2 separate regions of the Gossypium hirsutum genome follow, and region 1 is linked to region 2. A link is a contact called in public Hi-C data. All regions are on one chromosome and are shown on one strand. The core of a region is the stretch at or near the end of the contact, and the rest is flanking DNA. Distances in the headings are between cores, read along the strand shown.

The links. A called contact is a pair of places that touch in the nucleus more often than the background predicts.
Region 1: a contact with region 2 is called in a Hi-C map of leaf, with 2.0 times the contacts expected there. The contact joins the promoter of LOC107913819 here to the enhancer-like site in region 2. A contact is called at or near these places in 3 of 34 Hi-C or Micro-C datasets (all in leaf).

What each region holds. Positions count from the first base shown.
Region 1 is chrA08:23,059,432-23,066,297 of Gossypium_hirsutum_v2.1, forward strand. It overlaps LOC107913819 (sodium transporter HKT1), which reads right to left and starts at 4,355. Exons shown (of 3, transcript XM_016842505.2): 1 at 2,938-4,355; 2 at 1,505-1,732. The coding sequence starts at 4,169.
Region 2 is chrA08:22,802,767-22,809,951 of Gossypium_hirsutum_v2.1, forward strand. LOC107924207 reads left to right here. Exons shown (of 5, transcript XM_016854580.2): 1 at 1-430; 2 at 790-896; 3 at 1,312-1,488; 4 at 1,833-3,709; 5 at 4,174-4,413. The coding sequence starts at 267. The coding sequence ends at 4,323. Among protein-coding and RNA genes, the nearest start is that of LOC107924207, 3.7 kb to the left of the region's middle. Within about 2 kb of position 4,730, at least 4 of the 9 cell types and tissues checked have an H3K27ac peak or open chromatin away from gene starts, as enhancers often do. A contact at or near this core is called in leaf, where this site is marked.

The DNA.
Region 1 (6,866 bases), core at 3,105-5,604, 260 kb after region 2:
TTACATCACCCTTTAATTAATTATAGACATCATGGATCTATTTAAATACTACAAATATAAATAATTTAGCTATATAAAGATACTACAACTATTAACACTTGTTACTATACTATATATCTATCAATAGATCTAATATTTACTCCTTTTATATTTAGTAAATGTAATGCATAAGGAAAAACCTGTTATAACAATTTGTAATTCTAACTGTGTTTTCCATATGTATTTTAGCTTTTTCTAATACAGGGTTAAGATTTAAAGTCGAAAGATGGGAGTTTTAAGATTTTAAAACTTAAGGGTTAAGATCTATGATTTTAGAGAGAAAAGGTTAGGATTTTAAAATTTTCAGTTTTAGGATCTAAAACTTAGTTTCAGGATTTTATAAAAAGTGTTAAATAAAATTTTTAAAATTTTATTAATAATAAAAACACAAATTATAAGTAAAAACATCAATATTAGATCTTAACGAACTTGGATGTGACCCTAGTGAAGTGGATATTTAAGTCTTTTATCAATTACCATATTATTCATCAATGACGTGGATATTTAAGTCTTTTATCAATTTTAATTTATTCATCTATATGCTCCCACCCTTCCTCCTCTTACTTTTTTCACCACTGTGTTCGTCTCCGTCACCGTCAACTTACTTTTTTAATAGTATCCTGTCAGTAAAAATGGTAAAATATTTTATGTAATTACGTCCAACGAAACTCCGCGACTCTCATCAGATCCATCATCCATCTTCTTCTTCTTTGTCAACATAATTACAATGTGATGAAAGGTGGTAGCCTTCAACCCACCATTCTCATCATCGTCTAAGACGCACGACGATTCTTCAATCCTTTCGATCTTATAGAGACATGCAATTTGTAAATTGAACGCGTGGTTGCGCATGAGGCCTTTGTCTAAACGAGATAAAGGGACGAAGATCGAGAGAGAGTATTCCGTATTGATGATGAAGTTGAAGGTTTTGATGGTGTTGAAGGACCCGTCTCTCGCGCTCTTGTTGAGGAGATAGCCTACAGTCGCCGGCTTTATTAACCCATTTGTAGTAGTCGGCCGATGTGGGGTCGTCGGGTCGATCGGGCCGGGATTAAAGAGAAGCGTGTGAAAAAGAAGCGGAGGATAACTTGGGGATAAGGGGATTGAATGTTGAGATTTTCGGAGAATGGACATGTTACTACATATCAAAGTTGAAAAAAAAATAAAGACTTGGGTGTTGGATTTTTTTATATATAAATGATAGATGTAAGAAATTAAAGGTTTATGGCTTACGTAAAAACCGAGAAGAGAAAGAAGAAGAGTATTGTAAATGGAAGGCAGCGAGGAGCGAGGAACTGTCTGAATATCAGTAACAGACTGGAGAAGATTATGTTGGTAACATAGAAAAGGAATTAGAAGAGGTATTACTGTAATTTCAATTACAATATCTACAACTCTTCTCCTATTCTCTATCTTTTATTTTAAAAAATGGTATAGAAAACCTAAATTAGAAGAGGCAATTTACCTTACGACTTCTATGGTGATGTTTAACACATTGAAGTTGAGGGGATCTTCCTTCAATTTTTGTCTTTCGGAGATGCAAATTAGGATGATGAAGATGGCCAAGTATGAGAGTTGAGAGAACAAAACACAGTCCAAAATGCTCTTCCCTGCTGATTCATTTTGACTTCCTTTCTCTATTTCCTTTTTCTGATATTTTGTTGGTATAAAGGAAGTATAAGGAGGGAGATACCTGAAAAATAAAGAATGAAATATATATATCCCCTAAATCAAATTACATTTATTCATATATGTTATATTATTATAAATTAATACAAAAATCGAACATAAAATCATAATAATACGTTCAATTATGTAACTTGAATTATTTTTACTTATACAATGATGACGTATGTGTAACAAAGTTAATCGTATATGATAGAATAGATGGCGGAAATGTGAGGCTGGAGATATTGAACAGCTAAATACACAAAAGAAAAACTTCTATATACAGAATTTGTGGGGTCAGAATACTCAAAACCCACTTCAAAAGTTAAACGAGGCAAGTGCTAAACCCCATTTGTTTTCACTATATTATCAACCAAAATGGATGGAATGACATCAAACACCAAAACATGTACGCATATCTTTAAAATATAAATTCAACTATTTTTCTATAAATAATATAATTATTTGTATATGTAATAAGTAAATATAAAATAGTATTACTTTTGTAGTTTTTAAAAATTAAATTAAATTAATAGTAAAACAAAAAATAGTAAATTAAAATAAGGTGGAAATTTCTAAATTGATTTATAATTAATAATATTGGCAGATTTAATTTTAATCTCATGAATTTTAAAAATACCACCGAAGCACAATAAATTGAAGAATAATTTTTTTTTCAAAAGTATAAAAAAAAATCTTCTATTTATTTTTACCAAATCATAAGATCCATCGTCTTCCCTTCTTAATTTATTCTTTTTGGCTTTTTTAAGGTATCAATCGGATCGAGCTTATTGATTAATCCTTCACATTTTGTAGATCCTTAGTAAATGTTTATTATGAATTTTAAAATTGTTTCATAGTCACCGCAAATATTGAACCCGCATATTAAAATACCCTTTTTAATTTTAAATTAAAAAAATTAGGAAAATTTCTGAAATAAGAAATATGAGTAGGCATTAATTCCTTTCGATAAAATGGGAGAATTATGGGAGTGGGTAAAAGTAGTCAAAAGGTAATAATATACATATTCCCTAAAAACAATGATCAAAAGGAATATATATGTTCTCTAGATAAGAAGAATATGAAGATGAGGTTGATGTGGGGTAAGGGTGCATAGTGGATGTGGTTAGCTAGCGAGTTGTCACGGAATTTTGTTGAAGAATATACACCAAGTAATTAAAAAAGAGAGAGAGAGAGATAAAAACGGACTAGAGAGAGAGAGAGACTCACATCATAACAACAAAGAGCACCAAGATTGCTGAGGAGATGGTGGAAAGATCAACTACCGATTCACCAGCATACCTTGAGTTAACCACCTGAAACAGCGAGCCCACAACTTTCTGATATGAACTAAAACCATCCATGGTTTCTGAATTCCATTCCATTGAGCAGAAGAGAATAAACTGAACTAATGTCAACCCAAAAACAGTGGCAGCAAGAAAACAAGAATGAACGCTTGACAGTAAATGACTATAACCCATCTCCTTCCAGTTCTTCAGGATGTAACTGAACTCCACCTTTTTTGTCATTTTGTCAAAAACCCATATCAAGGCTCGTAGGCAAGCTGGATAAAGAGTGTTCCCAATAAGAATTTGTGGAATTAGCAGCAACAGAAGACCCGAATTCTTCTTGAAGACTATCATGTTTTCATTTGTTGGAACAAACCCACAGTTTGCGAACGTAGAAACGACAGTGAAGAAAGAAAATGTTCGTATATCAATACCTTTGGTTTTCAGTGTTTTTCTGGCGCTTGAAACCAGGCTTACATACATAGAAACTAGACTAGAACCAACTGCGTGGACTACTAAAAGATACCCGAAAACCAGATACCCCAAACACCTAGTGGCCTTATACTTGAGACTCTTAATATCGGAAGTCAAGTTTTTGTTACTTTCTAAGTCATTGATAGGTTTCTCATTCGCTAAGGCTGAAAAAGTAATCCTACCCAACTCCACTTCCTGGGCAATGTTTTTTGAGGTCAAGCTGTAGTCTGATTGGAGGCCCCTATTGCTAATAGAATTTACAATGTCCCCATCGAAACTTGGAGGTGTTTCAAACCTGAACCTCCCCAACAGAAGTCCAAGCATGGAAGTGAAGACCTCCCCACCTACCAGCATCAGAATAGTTATAATAATAAGTTGGGTATTGGAAAAAACCTCCATTTCTACAGTCGACATGCTTGAAACCGTTGTTGCTGATACAGAAGTGAAGAACACGTCTATGCTTTTAGGACTAACTGAGCCGGATTTTGGCTTTGACATTTTCAATGCCCCGAAGCCAACCAAAGACAGGACTATGAAATAAGCAAGCTGAACCCAGAAAGGGTTCACTCTAAAGACCAAGAAACGGAAACAAGTGGATATCAAACCACGATAGGATTGGTTGAAGCATGATAGTTTGGAGCGTGAAGTGCTACTAAAATGCTCCAATTTTCTACCGAAGCAGATAATAGTGTTACTCATCTTTATTACGAAGAAAGTTGTATGATAACATATTGACCTTTGAGCAGTAGGGGTATATATACAGAGGGGCAGAGAGGAGCTCTTGTCCAACTTAGTGGGATTTCCCAAGAGAAACAAATAAAAAAACCTTGGTGAGATTTTCAAAGAGAAATAAAAAAAAAAAAAACTTAGTGGGATTTCCCTGCACATGTGACAAATCAACTTAACTATATATAATTGGTTAAATGTTTTAAATAATCCCTGTAAGTTCTTTCAGATTTGATTCATTCACTATAGTTTGAACAATTTTAATCCTTGTATTAATTGAAAATCCTTTACGAACTTTCACCGTTTGTACCGTTAAACAACATGACATGGCATTATCTGTAATTAAGTGGCTTTAGAGTGTCATGTACTCTGTGTACAGGTCGGTATTTATGATTGCCACGTAGTATAATCACCCAAAACAGGGAAGAAAATGAAGAAAAGAGGGTTATATTATATGAAATGAAAAGAATGTTTCATCCATGCTTCCTCGATTTCAGCGTATATTCCCCTAAACCCATACTTCGGCTTCTCTTCAATTCCTTTTTGTGTTGAAATTTTCTTCTTTCATTGCTATGATAATTTCCTATCGTTTAGATGTTTTGGGTCAGCTTCAAGCAACGAACCTCCAACACAATTTCATTTTCATTTCTTTACTGTTTCCCTGCCCAGAAGTATTAGAGGATGAGGGTTTTCGTTTTCTTTTATTTTTGGTTGAAATACGTGGCAATAATACATGCTTAGGTGTACAAGCCATGTCAAACACCTTAAATTCTCTATTTAAAATAGTGCCATGTTAGGTTACTCAACGTCTTTAGTTTAGGATTGAAATTTTGATTGTTGAATAGCAGAGGGACTAAATATGTTGAAATTATAGTAAAGTGATCAAATTCACAAGAAATATAACAGTATAGGGACTGCTTACAGAATTTAACCTTTTTCTTTCGGTGATCTTCATTTAATTTGGTTTTATTATTCTAATAATATGGCCAGCATTTTATGCAGGCGCAACGGTTATAATAAATTACATTATCTACACTAAGGAGTAGAATATAACCATTTGATTAAAAATCATTTTAATAACTCTTTCCTCCAATTTTGTGAGCATTGGGGTATGTCTCTCTTTTTTAATAATAATAATAATAATAATAATAATAATAATAATAATAATAAAAGCCAACCGTATAATATCACTTTTTATTTATTATTCTGACTAGGGGCTGCGCCATGGAGGTAAAGGCTGCTCCGGAAAACTAAATACTAAATTTACTCCATATGGTATTTAAAAATGTTGTTTTATTTTTATTAAAAATTCATATATATATTTTTTAATTTAAAAACATGTTGGATGAGTAAAGATATTTGTTTTCTATAATTTATAATATATGTAAAAGTACGAGTTTGGAAAAAGATTTGGAATGGATAAGAATATCTTTAATGTTATTTTAATTACTAATATGACACTAAATACATAGGTTTTATTAATAATAGAGATTTTATTCATTTTAACTATACAATTAATAAACAAGAACAAATACGAATTTATTGTGAGCAAAGAAAAAAAAAACAATATCCTCTCACTCTACCCTAAACTCTCTATGTGGCTATTGCCTTCCCTCCCTAACTTTATGGAACTCTCAGGAGGGCTAGCCACTAAGAACTAACAACAGTAGTAATGTTTGGGTGCTATAGCCAATAGCCCCCTCACTGATTTTCATAGTTGGAACAAGTCCTGATATCTAAAATTCGGTTGTAGCTAGGGTAACGAAAAAGGTTAGATAAAGAATGTAAAGCTTTTGGGTAGGAAAATTGCCTTCAATGCACTGCTAAATAGGATCACAATACTATGGAAAACAAATTTTCCATTCCAATTAATGGGTTTGGAAAATGATTATTATTTGGTTCAATTTAGTGAAGAGGATGACTATAATAAAGTGCTAACAAATGGACCTTGGGTGATATTTGGTCAGTATCTGACGATTCGTCCTTGTACATCGAATTTTTTGACGACTCAGGATAGGGGGGAATCCAAGTGGTATGGATCTGGTTGTTGGGACTTTCTGAAAGTTACTATTCACCTTGTATTCTCCAAGTTATTAGACAAGTGATTAGTTCGGTGGTTATGATTGATGAACACACTTATTTCGTTAGATTAGCCATTTGTGTTGATTTAAGAAAGTCGTTGATCTCTAAAGTTAGGATTAATGGTCATATTCAGAGGGTTGAATACGAGTCGTTACCCTATGTCTATTTCAAATGTGGTCTGTATGGATATGGGTCTGATTTAAGCTAGAAAGGTTGTGCCTATTCACTAATGGAAGATAATCTCATCAATATGGCAATGCCGAAAAAACTTGGTTCTCAAGATCTAAATCAGCGAGTTGAAGAGGAGGACTACGGACTTTGGATGTTAGTTGAATGTCGGCAATGGCGTAATGGCAGAAGCTTGGGGGTTAAGGTAAACGACATTCAAGGTAGACAAAATGGAGGATCTAGATTTAAGGCTCTGGGTGGGAATCAAGGCAGATCTTAGGAGGTTGGTTTAAACACATAAAGTGAACCCACCGTTGGTAAAGAAATTTCTAATGATAAAGAATTCTCTAATGGTACTGATAAGGAGAAAACCCTAAAATAAGTGTTTCTTAGTTACGAAACAAGTTAAAGCCCAAAGTT
Region 2 (7,185 bases), core at 3,480-5,979:
CAACCATTTATCAAGAAAAAGGGGGAGAGAGAGATAGAAAGAAAACGGAAGCTAGGAATTTTGGTAAAAGATAAACACAGCAACTCCTCCCCTTTCTCTGTCTTTCTTGCTTCTGCCAATAATTTTAGATCGAATCCCAAACGTAACTCTATTCTCTTTTGTGTTTTTTATTAGATTATTTTTTTGTTTCGTTTCTTAGAAGGAAAAAAAAAAGTCATTTATAAATTCAAGTGTTTGGGTACTTTGGGTTGTTTACGAAAAAGAACATGAGCAAAGAGATTGTAAAGGAAGAAGCGCCTTCGTCGTCCCCTGTTGTTTCGGGTAGCTTTGCTTCTCTGAGAAGCGTCCGATGGCGTATTAGTCTCGGTATTTTGCCTTCTTCTTCTTCAGTTGATGATCTTCGCAGGGTAACTGCCGATTCTCGCCGAAGGTGATTTTTTTTCCTTGATAAATATTCTAGTATTTTATTTATTTTTGGTTTTCTTTCCTTGTAAAGATTACCAGATTTTTTTATTATTATTTAATTTTAAATCCGGAACTTTTTTTTAACTCCTATTTTGATTTTTTTGTACAACACTCGAGCTGATTCTAGGTTAAAATTTACCCCCCAAAAAGAGAGAAGACAACTGTCTTTCTTTTTTTCTATTCCTATAACTTTTTTTTTCTTGTTCAAATTAGTTCTAAATTTTGCTCATTAAATTGCAATTGATTTTTTTTTCGTTTTTCATTTTTTTTGGAGTTAAAAACCAACAGTTATGGCCTCAAATCTCTGGTTTTATTGTAATTTAGATATGCTGGGTTGAGAAGGTGGCTGCTAGTGGATCCACATGTTCCAAAGGATGGAAGAAGTAAATCCCCTGATCTTGTCATGGACAATCCACTCTCTCAAAACCCAGGTAATTGCCAATGGTTCTTATTATTTTTCTTCATTATATTGGTTACCTATTTGTATTGTTGATTCATCAGTTTTTGTTTTGATAAGTAGTGCTATGTTTACCTCGCTATCTTATCTTGATTCACGTTGAACTTATGTAGAAAGTGTTTATGGGTCCAATGTTCGTTTCAGTTCCACAAAAAGGAGGCAAATCTCTTTGCCTCCTTTTCCAACCCATCCTGGTTGGTTGGTTGGTTTTGAAGCCAGGACTTGGAACTCGTCTTTGTCAATGGAAAATGTTCCATTAAACTCTCCAATACTTTAGGAATATTCTTCTTTGAGAAACTTAATGTTTTTTCATCATAATATACTCCCCTTTCTTTTAAAACTCTTTGTTGCTTGATCTTTACTGAAACAATATATAATTCTTAATGCAGACAGCACCTGGGGGCGATTCTTTCGGAATGCTGAGCTGGAAAAAATGGTTGACCACGATTTATCACGATTATATCCAGAACATGGAAGCTACTTCCAGACTCCTGGATGCCAGGGAATGCTGAGAAGAATATTGTTGTTGTGGTGCCTTAGGCATCCAGAGTATGGTTATAGACAAGGTTTTTTCCTAAGCACTTTTCCAGCATATTTATTAGTTTCTGTTCCTTCACATTTTAGATTTTGCAAGATTAAATCAGCAATGTGTTGCTGCCCTAATTATTGAGTGTTTTCTAGTACCTGAATCACTGCTTTTCATGGTAAGACATAAAAGTAACATGCTTGCCTTTACCTTAGGTGAAAGCCAGTTGGACTTGATAATGCAAATTTCTTTTTGTGGTCTGCAACGAAAAAGCCATTGGAAATTGTGTCACAATAAAGTCAACTAACTAGTAGTTCTTGCTATTTTATTATCCGAATCATCAAGCTGGCTCTTCATCTGTTTCTCTTTCCTGCTTGTTTGTAGGAATGCATGAACTCTTGGCACCTCTTCTGTATGTTCTTCATGTCGATGTTGAGCGTCTTTCGGAAGTGCGAAAGCTACATGAACACCATTTCATTGACAAATTTGATGGATTGTCATTTGAAGAAAATGATGTTACATACAATTTTGATTTTAAGAAGTTTTTAGATTCTATGGAAGATGAGATTGGATCTCAAGGTAATTCAAAGAAAGCTAGGAGTCTTGATGAGCTTGATCCTGAGATACAGACCATTGTATTGCTAAGTGATACTTATGGAGCTGAAGGTGAACTTGGTATTGTCTTGTCTGAGAAATTTACTGAACATGATGCCTACTGTATGTTTGAGGCTCTGATGAGTGGGGCTCATGGTTCAGTTGCTATGGCAGATTTCTTTTCTCCCATTCCTGCTGCTCAGTCCCAGAGTGGCTTGCCCCCTGTCATTGAAGCCTCAGCTGCATTATACCATTTACTGTCAATTGTTGATTCTTCCCTGCATAGCCATCTCGTCGAGCTTGGTGTTGAACCCCAGTATTTTGCACTTCGCTGGTTGCGGGTTTTATTTGGACGGGAGTTTTCACTTCAAGATCTCTTAGTTGTATGGGATGAGATCTTCACGGCAGATAATAGCCCACTTGAAAAAGACTCTGGAAATGATGAGAATTCCAGTTTTAAAATGTTCAATTCATGCCGTGGAGCATTAATAACTGCTATGGCAGTCTCTATGATACTTTATGTGAGATCTTCCCTGCTTGCCACTGAAAATGCAACAACTTGTCTTCAGAGACTCTTGAACTTGCCGGAGACTATAAATCTGAGAAAACTTATAGCGAAGGCGAAGCCACTGCAAATTCTTGCATTGGATTCTAAAATTTCACCTTTGTCATCTATATTTGATGGTTCTTATAACCGTAGCAAATCTGCAGTTAGTGGTTACAATCTTTCATCTCATCCAGTTTCTCCAAAAACTCCTCTATCTCTTGTGCCCGACAGTTACTGGGAAGAAAAGTGGAGAGTACTGCATAAGGCAGAGGAACTAAAGCAAGATAGTTTAGACAAACTATCTCCAAGTGGGAAAAAAAGATGGTCGGAAAAAGTAAAGCTGGTGCTATCTAGAACTGAATCTGATCCATCGCCTGCAAGAGCAGAGAAATACAAAAAGGGCCATAAGTCATCTGTTAGGCGTAGTTTGCTTGATGATTTGACTCGGCAACTTGGCTTGGAGGAAGAAGATACCGAAAAGGGAGGCTGTTCTGATGCTTCCAACTTAGGAGATCATCATTCTACAGAAGCTCAGGTAGAGGGGCAGCAAAATGATACTAACATAGGTTCAATTTACAGAGCTGAGGAAAGATGTGAGTGTGGAAGTGGAACTGTTGTCAGTGAAGAAAACTCCTCTATTTTTTCTGACCCTTTAAGTTCTGGAAGTGGTACTAATGACCATGAAAATGACACAGAAAAAAGTAGCTTTGCATCGAATTTATCGTCAGATGAAAATGATGATCACCACCAAAGTAACCCTGAAGATTCACCTCTTCCAGTTTCCTCTCCTCCTCCTGAAGGTGTCCCTTTAAATTCTCCACATGAGAATGAATCTTCAGGGAAGCTGGTCTCAGCCATGAAAGAAAGAAGACATCTCTCAGGTAGATTTCAGTGGCTTTTTAGGTTTGGACGAAACAATGTCAGTCAGGAGGCATCGGATAAAGGAGGTACCAATGAGACTGCAAAATCTCTAAATCGTGATAGCAAGAGCAATACAGCAGACTCATCAGTTGCTGGTGCTTCTCGTAATTCATCTCTTGCCAGCCAAAGAGATGTTGTGGACCAGAATGTAATGGGAACATTGAAGAATCTGGGGCAGTCTATGCTTGAACACATTCAGGTAATATTTTGGTTGTTGTAATTGTGCAGAGCTTCAAACTAATGTGGATAATACTTTTGTTGTTGAACAAAACAGTCTAGTTTTGTCTATTTTTCATGCTTTCCTGAATAGTGTGTGTTTGGATTACATGTGAAGAAAGCTGTATACAACTTGATCTATAGTCTTGTGAAGATTTGTAGATGGGTTTCGTAGATTCACGCTGTATGCCTAATTAACCTAGAAATTGAAAAGGATTGTGGGATTTAGGGGTAATAGCCATCCTCAATGGTATTAAATGATGTTGGTAGTTTCTTCTGTATGTACTTATGTTATAGATCCCTCCCTTTTCATGTTACACTTGTTTTCATTTTAGGCGTTCTTGGCCTTTCTGCTAGTTTATAGGTTAGGGTAAATGATCAGGATGTTTAATATGTAAAAGATATTGTTGATTGACTTCCTTTGCATATTGAAATCAACATTTGCAGGTTCTTGAGTCTGTTTTCCAGCAAGATCGAGTTCAAGTGGGATCAGTGGACAACTTGGGTAAAAGCAATCTAGTTGGCAAAGGACAAGTTACAGCAATGACAGCTCTGAAAGAGCTTCGGAAGATCAGCAACCTTTTGTCAGAGATGTGAGATTTGTTGTTCTACTTATAAAATCTGTATATACATTTTGTAGTTACATTGGTTTTTTAAATGCAAATAATAAAATGATTTTTGTTGGTATTTTTACCTTTACTAGTGAGGTTAGGTTGGTTGTAGGGTTTGCCAAACCGATGACTTGTAACCCTTATAGAATCATCCTCTTTTCATTCATCCTTGTCTGGTTATAGCTCAAGTTGTCATATACACATGGTTAGTGAGATATGAACAGCCCAATTAGCCATCGCAAACCACAGATGAGGGTGCAAAAATCTTGTTTTTGTTGGTTGGTTGGTTTAGGGATGGAATGCTTTTGAGATTCATATTGTTTGACAATGACAGACAATGTTAAGGCTCCCATTTATAGCCGGATAGGAGGCCCGCATTTGATGGAGATGGTTGATTGAGAGCCTCTGACGGAATGGTAGGGTTGTCTGAGGTTGAAGATGTATGTAGACTAATACGTTAAATATGGTGGCTGTCTTGTTTCTCCCTTCAGGGTGGTTATGCTAAGATCATTCTTGCACTCCCAAAATTTCGGGAAATTTTTTAAAATTTTAATTAGTTTCCTCTAAAATCTGTTGAAATTGTTGACAATTTTAATTACTTCCAAAATTTAATATCAAAGTCCGCTGCTTTCTTGACTATGTATTATAAGGCTTTAGCTATCTTTGTCACAAGGGGTTCTCAACACATGTATTGTGATGTGATTGGCAAGAGTTCAGTAATCTATTGTGGATCCTATTGGCGAGAGCTTAAGATGTCATGAGTTAAATAGATTCAGCTCAATTAAATGTCTGTTATTTGAATAAATTCAAAGGATTTTTAGACAAGTGATGAATTTTATTATCCAAAAAGAAGTTGAATTCTGATGCAAAGTACAAAACAATAAAAAAACAAGTGAACAAATCAATACACTACCCCAAACACTCTATAATATCCCAATCCCTACAAAGTTGAAAATTAGCAACATCAACCCTATTGATCAATTTCCTTTTAAGTCAACGCCTTACAAGATCCTATATATGATGTTAAAAAAACTTGCTCATTGTTACTCAAATTTTGAAATTGCCTTGGGTCCCTCCTTCAAGATGAAATAAATGTAAGCATTCCAACCAATTTTCAAAATCAAGATAGTTAGAGATCTCCCCTTAAGCTTGAAGCAAGCCCAAGACATCTTATGATGCCGACCAAGTACCTGTTTTTCAATCTTGCATAATCTGAGTATAGATTCCCAAATTCTCTTTGAAACAGAACATTCAATGAATGCATGATTTCTACTTTCTATTTTTATCCCACAAACAAGCATTTTTCATTAGTTACCGTCCCTCTTCTAATAAGATGATCTTTAGTTGGAAGTCTATCCAATAATGTCATCCATGTAACCAAAGAATGCTTAGGTATGGGCAATGGAAACCATCCGAAGCTATGCCAACTAACTTTATCTCTTTGAGACCTAAGCTTAACCCAGATTTTAGAGACATTCGGATCCTCCTAACTACGAGAAAAAGAGCCCAAAAAGGAAGAAGCTTTACTCCTAAGCTTCAAAATCTTCCTCCAAATTCAACTAGCCGTAGACTTAAGACTGTCATTCCAAAAATCAACACCCTTCAAGATATATTCTTTAAGCCAGACAATCTAAATGGATTCCTCTCTTGCCAAAATACATCGAATAAGCTTCAAAATGCAAGCCCTGTTCCAACATTCAAGTTCCTTTATCCCTAAGCCTCCTTCAGACTTTAAACAACAAACTTGATCCCAATTGACTCTAGCACATGCAGCTGCAATATCATTCCCCTTCCTAAAGAATCTAATGCATAACTGGTTTATCTTTTTAGTCACTGATTTAGGCAATATGAAATGCCTACACCAAAATTTTTGAATGCTAAAAATTTCTAGACGACCAACAAAACTCAGTAGGTTTGCTACCCAACATGAAATTCTAGTTTTTATTTTCTCAAGCAATGGAGAACAATCAGTCTCAATTAATCTTCTAGTGGCTTAAGGTATTCCTAAATACCTTACAAGGAGTCTACCAAGTTTAAACCTAGTGATATCTTTAATCTCCTCCGGTGTTCCTCCATCCGTACTATCACTTTTAGCTGCATTCAAATGCAATCTAGAAAGCTTGTAAAATTGAGAAAAACACACCAAATACCCACAACAGATCCCAAATTACCTTTCGAAAAGACCAACAGATCATCAACAAAGCATAGATGAGTCAACTTAACTTTATGGCACTTAGGATGATAGTTAAAAATACCATGACAAGCTGCAGCATCCAGTAACTTAGAACGAACATTCATGGACAGAACAAACTAGGGAGACAATGAGTGTTGGAAAATTTCAGTTAAGAAAAGGGTTTTACAGGTATAGTGGAAGATTAAAATTTTTCAAAATCAAGTTAGTTTATGATATTTATAATAATAATTTTTTTATCGAAAAATATCTATATTTTGTGGGAGACGGATTCTGATCCTTTTCAACCGAACCACCTTATTCACTATCCTCGTACCACAAATTGCGCTGAGTGTAAGCTCGAGTAACACAAAACAAACACAAAATAAGAAATTATATAGTTACTTTTAGTAGAAAAGTAATTCTCTCAATAGAAACCGATAAAAATAGTAATTCTTGTTATTTTAATATAATATACACTCTCTCTAAGTAGAGTAGGGGTGGGTGACCCACCCTAGATTTGTCGCCCCTCTTATCTATTATAAGAGAGTTTTAGGCCTTTCATTTATTGAGTGTAATTATATGTGTTTCTTAGACTTTTAATCCAATACTTTATAAGTTAATCCAACCCAATACTTTTTTTTTATTTCAAAAATAAATCTTATTTATTTAATAGTT